2 separate regions of the Triticum aestivum genome follow, and region 2 is linked to region 1. Evidence: chromatin contacts called from public Hi-C data. All regions are on one chromosome and are shown on one strand. Each heading gives the region's core, a stretch centred on a gene start, on an enhancer-like site or on the middle of the called end of the contact. The rest is flanking DNA. Distances are from core to core; before and after follow the strand shown.

Evidence for each region. Hi-C and Micro-C count contacts between places; a contact is called where the count stands out from the background.
Region 2: a Hi-C map of leaf shows a contact between it and region 1, with 2.8 times the contacts expected there. The contact joins the promoter of LOC123182965 here to the promoter of LOC123182961 in region 1.

The regions. Positions count from the first base shown.
Region 1 is chr1D:462,210,058-462,214,751 of IWGSC CS RefSeq v2.1, forward strand. It overlaps LOC123182961 (putative FBD-associated F-box protein At1g61330), which reads right to left and starts at 2,351. Exons shown (of 5, transcript XM_044595662.1): 1 at 2,061-2,351; 2 at 1,149-1,204; 3 at 133-978; 4 at 1-8. The coding sequence starts at 2,202.
Region 2 is chr1D:462,414,776-462,418,947 of IWGSC CS RefSeq v2.1, forward strand. It overlaps LOC123182965 (oligopeptide transporter 7), which reads left to right and starts at 2,306. Exons shown (of 7, transcript XM_044595668.1): 1 at 2,306-2,453; 2 at 2,547-3,022; 3 at 3,114-3,211. The coding sequence starts at 2,351.

The DNA of each region.
Region 1 (4,694 bases), core at 1,101-3,600:
TTGGCATTCTGAAAAATAAATCCCAAGATTAATCATGCTTTATTTCAACATACAAGTGTTACATACATACACATACACATACTTGAGTGGTCCTTATAATACGATCATTGAGACATTAAAACCAACACATACCTCAATACGACCGGCGAGCAGGGTGAGGCTCTCAACATTTTGCGCGATGGACGGAAGGCTAAAGCGAGCATAAGAGAGAATACCAGACAGGTTGACAGGTGAAATATCTACATTCTTAAGTTGCGAAGAATTTCGGACATAGATGACCGGTGTCCCACAATAGCGAAAAGAGCAAAGACGCGGAGCATCTATCTCTACCACCTTCACCATCTCGCATTTTTGAACACTGAGGAACTTGAGCTGCTGCAGCGTACAAGGTATTTTCAAGCATATTATCCCACTACATGCTTCAATCTCTAGCCACTCTAGGGCGGATGATTTAGACAGCAAGTGCCCTAATCCATCCTCAGTAACGTGGACATAACGCAGACTTAAACTTTTCAATCTTCTCAACCGCCCAAGTATTGATGTGGGATGAAAAGCACAACCAAAGAGGCTAAGAGACTGAATTGAACTTGCAGCTGCCTCATTAGACAAAACCGAACACGGGAAGCTGTAGATTTTATTGACGACTAAAGGCAACAGCAAGCTAAATTCTTGGATCCCAGGTTTAATGATTCGGAGCCACCTGTCGAGGTAGGAGGCTTTGATATCTCTGCAAGGGCCAATATCAAGTTTAAGTGTCTTCACCTTCACCCCATTGTGATAATGGTTTGTAAGAATTTTGTCAACTTTGTCAATGAGATGGGTTTTCCATTCCTCAGTTTTTCTGTCCAAACCAAGTGTACGCTCACTGAGTATGAGGCTGGAATAGCTTCTCCAGGAACGCCGAAACCTACGGGACACACAGGCAGCATGAGCAGCATCTTGTATTGGCAAGAGAGAATGTATATGATGTATGATGTCCTACAGAACCAATGTTGACAGGTTCAACTGTTAGCTAGTAGCTGACTGCAATAAATAACACCAGCAGTGGTGGATTCATTACCAAAGTCCTATGTACGTGTTCCTGTGCTAGCAGTTGTGTTAAAAAAACATTGTAACTAGGATGATGCTTGATTGCCGGCAACACATACCTCTGGGAGTTCCTCCAGACCATTTGTTTCAGTTGATGAAGCCTTCGACCCGCTACCTGCAACACAGCAGAGCAAGAGAGAAGTATCAACTCTCACGGGCCAGTGATGCCTGAACAAGGAAAGATAAAAATGAATTAGAAAAGAAAGAATCCGGAATAGTCAGCCAGTTAGGCCTCATTCGTTTAATCCCTGTCAAGAACCTCACCGATTTAGCGGTGGAATTCGAGATCACGTCTCTGATTTGGAGACGGATCGGGAGGAGATCAGGCGAAGAAGAAGACTACGAACCCTAGCTACTTTACTCTAGAGATAGGAGATAACTTTTCTTCTTACTTCCATTCCAAGCTTGTCTCGGCTTATAAGCTGCCGCGAAATTACAGTGAGTGAAAACAGAAACACGTGCACACACACACATAACAGTAAATGTTGGAATTACACCAGTTCTTTCACTGTTGTTTAATGTGTCTCATCTGAGCCGTCCATCTTCCTTTACTCGCTTGCATCACCGTTGTCCGTTAACTGACGAACCATTCCTCGAGTTCTTCAGAGATCGACAGTGCTTCCCTTCTTCAGTATTCTTGGCTAGGTCGAGGTCCTGACAATCCCACCCCCGCGTGGATTGGGATCCAAACCCCACCGATTGGCAGGGATCCTGACAAGCTAGTAAGGATAATCTAAGATGGTAGGGATCCCCTGGGGCTAACCGAATGTATATATGGTAGCAGGGATTTGAGCGATGACAGGGGGGGAGGGGATTAGAGGGGATTTGGTGGCTTATATGAAGGAGGAATTGGTGGGATATCTGAGTCTGAGACTTGAAATCCCCAAACCCCTTCAAACCAACAGATTAATTTTCGCCTAAGACAGAAGAAGAAGAAGCCAGATCCGAGATGGGTTCGTGAGTAAACATACCTGCTGCAGGAGAAGTATGAGGTTTCAGCAGCCGATGCCGATGCCGATGGCGCCGCCGTGTCCTGCTCACTGCTGCGTCGTGGATCGCCGCGAATCGGGATCGACAAGTCACCGGGCGTAGCCGCACACGACGGGGCGACATGGTGAAGGAACGCCCCACCGATTGCTACCAGTTTCGACGGGATGCTTGCTCTCTCTTCTATTCTCTCTGTACTTCCTAACTAAACGGGGAGTCCGTTTCCGTTCCGTACCTTGTTACGTTTGGCCCCCACCTCACCTCTCCATCGACTGGCCTCCCACACGCACGCCCCACCGTTTTTCTATTCTCTTTCTGGTTATCCATGCTGGTTTTATACCGTGTTTTAGAGCATCTTCACTCGCGCCCCCCCCCCCTCCCCCCACAGGCTCCCCAATACCTTTTTTTTCGCGGGCGTGAAAAAAACGCCCCAGTCACGCCCCAGAATCTCACTTTTCGCCGGTTAGTGCCAAATTTGGCGCCGGCGGACCCATGCCGAACCCGGCACGCTGGGGGGAAACTTTTTTGACGCGAAAGCGTGGTGGACCCGCCGAGTCAGCGACCAGCCGCGTTCGTTGTCCTCCCACGGGGGAATCAATGCCAAGGCTGCCGTCGATCAACCCTCCATTGATTCCTCATGGGCGGCGGAGTGATGGCGCGGCGACGCGCCTCGCCCCCTCCGGCCACGCGTACACACGCATGCCGCCCGCTATAAAAGCCGCCCCTCCCTCGCCGGTGGCCGCACACACTCCTCTCCCCCCTCGCCGAAGACGAACTTCTAGCCCTCTCGCCGCCGCCGACCCTCTCGCCCTCTCCCCTCTCTCCTAGCCCTCCTCCGACGACCATGGCCGAACGCTACCCTAGCGACGGAGCGGCGGCCAATGGCTTTGGTCGCCGCCACCTCCACGAGGACAAGGCCCGCCTCCTCTACGAGCGGACTACCCGGCCCCGCCGGACATGCGGGTGCCGGGCTCCTGGAGGCTCAGCGTTGGCGGCGTCCCGGTGCCGCCGGCGCCCACCGGCGCTGATCGACGCGCCAAGATCGCGCGCATCCGCTTGTCGTTGCCGGAGCACGCGCGGAACGAGCTGAGGTACGCCACCGACAGCAACGCGCTATGGACGCGTACCTCGACCGCCGCCACGCTGACCAGCTCGCCTCCAACAACGACGTCGAACGGGCGGCGACAATGGTGGGGCGTCCCTGGGCGCACGCTCGAGGCCTTCCTCGAGCACATCGAGGCCGACAACGAGCCGCGGTTGGAGTACCCGGCGCCCCTTCCTTCTCTTGCCTCCGAGGAAGCTCATGGACCTCGAGGAGAATGGAGACGGGCTCATCGTCCTCGTCGGGCTCCCGCTCCTCCCCGTCAAGTCGGAGCCGCGGGAGACGCCGCTCGGGCGGCGCACTCGTGGCGGCGCCCTCATCATCAACGAGGGCGGACCTGGCCTCTCTGCTCCATCCTCCTGCCTCGTCAAGCCAAAGACGGAGCCGGGGCTCATCGCTGTCAAGAAGGAGCATGAGGCCATGGCCGCCGCTGACGAGACCGCCCTCAAATGGGCGCGAGACGACTACATCCGGCTGGAGATGGAACGTCAGCGCAACACCTTCGAGGAGATCGTCCCTTGGCGCCACGGCCGCGACGAGGACGGCGTCGTCCTCCTCGATGACAGCGACGACGACGCGGCAGGGCCGTCCAAACCCCCACACATCAGCGACTCAGGTCAGGGGTGCAGTAAGGACGGCGACGGGCGCGGGCATGGCGGCGTTTACGACGGCGGCGACGACTACACCAAGTTCTCTGCAAACGCTGCATCCCGCGGCCGTGGCGGCGGCTCTGGCAGGTTGGTTCTTCCCGTGGCAAGGGGAGGACAGGAGGAGGCGGGCACAGCAGCGATGGCGGGCGCTCTAGCAACAGGGGGCGTTGTGGTGGCGGCTCTGGCCGGGCTCATCCCGATACCCCGCGCTGCCAGATCTGCGGCAAGCCCGGGCACACGGCCAAGGACTGCTGGTACCGCTACGAGGAGGACGACGATGACTCCCAAGATGAGGACATGATCGCCGCGGCTTCTGATGGCTCCTATGGGGTCGATACAAATTGGTATGTTGACAGTGGTGCCACCAACCATATTACCAGTGAACTTGAGAAGGTCACAATGAAGGAAAAGTACCATGGCAAAGATCAGATCCACACTGCAAGTGGAGAAGGTATGAGAATACGTCACATTGGTCATTCAATTTTTAGTACCCCTCGACGTAAAATTTATCTTAAGAAAATTCTGCATGTCCCTAGTGCCAATAAGAATCTTCTTTTCGTTCATAGAATTGCCATTGATAATCATGTCTTCCTCGAATTTCATCCTTACTTCTTTTTTTATCAAGGATCAGGCAACGAAGAAAATCCTCTATCGAGGTAGATGTGTTCGAGGGCTTTACCCACTGATTCCGGAGCGTAGAAGATTCAATAAAGAAGTCCATGGTGTTGTCAAACTTCCATCAACACGGTGGCATGATCGATTAGGACATGCTTCTTTTTCTTTAGTTGAAAAATTGCTTAGGAAAAATAAGCTCCCGTTTGTTGGTGAGCGTCATCTTGATAAAATTTGTGATTCATGTCAATGAG
Region 2 (4,172 bases), core at 1,056-3,555, 200 kb after region 1:
GTGTTGATTGGTACCGGCGCTTCGGAGTCTCGGAGCTTGGTGGGATCTCCGGTGGACGCAGCGGTCGCGAGGCTTCGTCGTTTTTGTCGATCCGCCGTTATCGGCATTTGTTTCTTTTCCTTTTCTTTTTCTTTTTTTTTGGGCGTGCTTGTGCTGCTTCCGCCCCAGCACCTATCGTTGGATGTATCGAATGGTTGCTTTGGAATACAAAGTGGGGGAAACCCTTTTTCTCCCATAATAGGTCAGCAAACTTACCGGCGCATCTCTGTGCTAAGCATGCTTGCATTCTGAATGTGACCGAATGTTGGATGGATGTAACTCCTAGCTTCCTAGTGATCAGCCTTATGGCTGACTGTCCTAGGAATGCTCTCATATGAATAAAAGCTTTCTGAATTGCCCGAAAAAAAAGGGACCGGCTGAACTCGTGCTTCCTTGGAACGGTATGTGCGTGTTAATGAAGTTAGGCTTAGCTTGAGCCTAAGCCTAAATAGGCTTGAGCTAATTAGGGTCTTATACAAAGGTTAGTTCCATCTCCATGCGCCCAGATGTACCGCCGCATCGATTGTGCAACGCACGGATGCGCACCAGTTGTGAGGCGGACGCATGTCACGTTTACTCCACGATGGCAAAATTGACGTACGCACGGCCTCAACTAGACTACCCTTTTCAACACCGCAAGCTCGACTAAAACAAAAAAACACTCAAAGCGGCCAGCCTATGCATGCCATAATGTGTGTGCGCGTCTCGTGCGGCATATGCATGCATGGACCGGTGCACTCCGTGATTAGCAAAAAAGGAGCATTCAACCAGATTCAATTACCTTACAGCATCCACAGCGGGTTGCCCAAACCCGTCTCAAACGCCCGGTAAAACCCGACTCAGACGAGCGCCTCAAACGTTCGAGCTGATCGGCACCCCTCATATTCAGTCCGCAACATCAGAGCCGACAGGTCTACCTCATCATAAATTGCACCAAAATCACCCCCTCGATCTAACGGACCCATTTGCTCTCTCCTCTCTTCTTCCTTCTCCGCGTCGGACGTCTCGCAGCTCCGCCGCCACCCTTACTTTTTTTAGAACAAAGGCTTGTGAAGAGCCTAGCTTTGAATTAACAAAACCATCAACCGGTCAGAAGTTACAACACGCACCCAAATTACAACGGCCAAACTGGTACAATGGGGAACACTAAGAGCAAACCCGAACTACAGCCTCCATAAGCAGCCAATGAAACGAAAATAAAGATCTAGAGGCCAAGCACTCCACACTAGGATCATAGGAATCAAGGACGAAGCAGCAGAGCTGGACATTGCCACCATCGAAAATGGACTTTGCTCGAAGCGTGCCGGTGATGTGGAATCTCCAGGATCGAAATGGTTCTGATGCCAAATGTGAACTACTTTCTCTAGTAATCATTCAAACGAGTTCATCACCGTGGATCTATCCTCCCACACATGTCGGTAGCCATAGTGTCTTGGCCGAGGCCACCTACTTCTATTCTAGTTCACAACTAACCACATACACATGTATTTGAATGAGACTATTACATCCCGATTAACGGGCCCGGTCTGGGCCTGCAAGCCACTGGGGAAGAATGTGATGACGAGTGAGCCTAGGCCTTGGACCATGAGTTGAATCTTCGCCTTCGCGCTCGCCGTCTTGATCTTCAGTAACAAAACAGCTGACAAAAATAAAAGGAAACCATTGGAGATCCCGTAGAACGAAGTAGTTGCACACGCGCGGGTGGCAACCTTTCACTGCTTGAGATCCTGGTTTTGTGGGCCTTCAAACACAATGTCTGCTCAGACAAGTAACATCCACCTTTGTTGCATTTCAAAATTTGAACTTTCACTTCTTTTAAGGATCATTAATTAAGCCAATTATCTGAAAACCCACCTATAATAAAATTGAGAAAATTTCATTTCTCTCCCTAACTCGAACCCACACCTGACATTTACTTGCCCCTAATATGCTCATAATATGGAACGGAGGGAGTACATGTTGTTATGGGTGTGGGCGCTTAAAAATCTGCCCAAAGTCAAATTGTGGATTTGAACATTTTACAAAATAAAATAATATGTTAATAGCAAAGAACCTTATCGAAAGTTATCTTCCCAACAACTACACTTATGTGGTCCATTGATCCTTGATAAGCGTGCCATGTGATCCTTGGTACTCCACTGGGGGAGTAATAGTGAGAAGTGTCGCCATCAGCTATGGGGACTCGGGGAGCTTTCAGATATCAATATCTTATAATTTTCTCTCTCTTTTTTTTTGCAAAAATTCCCAGCCAAAAGGAACAAAAGCGACAAGCTTCCATAGAGCATAATTACAAGTCCCAACACTCCTAACCATGGCCTCCTCCTCCCACCAAGAAGAACTGCATGAACAAGGCCAGGAAGACGAAGAAGGGGAAGACCACGACCAGCATGGTGACCAAATCACCGCCCCACTTCGTAAGCCGGCCGAGCCACAAAATCGTCGGCTCAGTCGTTTACTGGGCGTGGACTGGCAAGACGATGGCTGACGTTGCTTAACTTCCCGTGCAGTGCAGCCATCAAGTTCGCCCGAGGAAGGAGAAGAATGGGAGGAGGCGGAGAACTCGCCGGTGGAGCAGGTGGCGCTGACGGTGCCGGTGGGAGACGACCCGTCGACGCCGGTGCTGACGTTCCGGATGTGGGTGCTCGGCGCGACCGCCTGCGTGGCGCTCTCCTTCCTCAACACCTTCTTCGGGTACCGCAAGGAGCCGCTGGAGATCACGGCCATCTCGGCGCAGGTCGCCGTGGTGCCGCTGGGCCGGCTCATGGCCGCGGCGCTGCCCGAGCGCGCCTTCTTCCGGGGCCGGCGGTGGGAGTTCACGCTCAACCCGGGGCCGTTCAACGTCAAGGAGCACGTGCTCATCACCATCTTCGCCAACGCCGGCGCCGGCAGCGTCTTCGCCATCAACCTCGTCACGGCCCTCCGGGTCTTCTACGGCAAGCCCATCTCCTTCTTGGTCTCCCTCCTCGTCGTCCTCACCAGCCAGGTTCGTAGTACTTCATAGCTGATATTCAAGGTGCCTTCAGTGGTGGAGTGGAGCATGAATGAAGTGGTACTCGGCTCGGCCATGCATGTAGGTGCTGGGGTTCGGGTGGGCGGGCATATTCCGGCGGTATCTCGTGGAGCCGGCGGCGATGTGGTGGCCGTCCAACCTTGTGCAGGTCTCCCTCTTCAGGTATCTCTGAATCTGCCATAAATTAATACCCAATAATAGATACTCCGATTAATATTATACTCCACAGTTTTCAATCAATGTCAGATTAGTAGCACTCCATTATATTACGGGATTCAATCAATGTTATCAAAGCAGCATAGTAGTACGTACTGTTGCATCATTATTCAATAAAAAGTGGAGTGGTGCACATACAGTATTATTGCTGTTTGCAAGGATATACTCCTAATTTCTTAGTATAGTATCACAGTTTCCAATCAATGTTATTGCTGTTTGCAAGGATATAATTTCTTATAAGTACGGTACCAGTGCGCCTAGCTAGATCAGCCACTGTACTACTAGTGTGGTAGCAGCATCATGCCTCACGAATTGTTGTAGTACTGTAGTAGCTAATGAATGTGTGGTCACGGAGTCATCGCGGTCTTGAATGTTAGGTAGCGGTGGCAGTGGTACCAAAAACAGAATGGTTAAAGCAAGGGAGGGCCCAAGTTGCACGTCGGCATGGAAGCTGCGCTGAATAGTAGTATTACTGTGTGAACATTCGTTTCTACTATAGACGTTACTCCAAGAGCAAAACTGGACAGAAACCGATTACCGATTCAAGAATAAAACCATTGCGGCGCTGGCTGCGGCAGCACCGGAGGGCTCTGGCATGTCACCATTTATCTGTCCCAATCCACGGCCATGGTCCTCAAATGTATAGCTGGCCAAATGGGCCGGGCCAACCAGGCCGGCCCGTGAGCACGCCCGGCACGGCCTGCCATGGGCCAGGCACGACATGAGCTAAATGGGCCGGGCCTGGCACACGGCACGCACTGGGCCGTGCTTGGGCTGCTAGGTGGAGCACGCGGGCCGGCACGACACGGCCCGATTGTCCTTTTTAATTTTTTTATAAATCTCTATATGGCCCAACAGGTAAAATAAGCTAAAAATGCCCAGTGCGCCAAATAGCAGGCAGACTAGT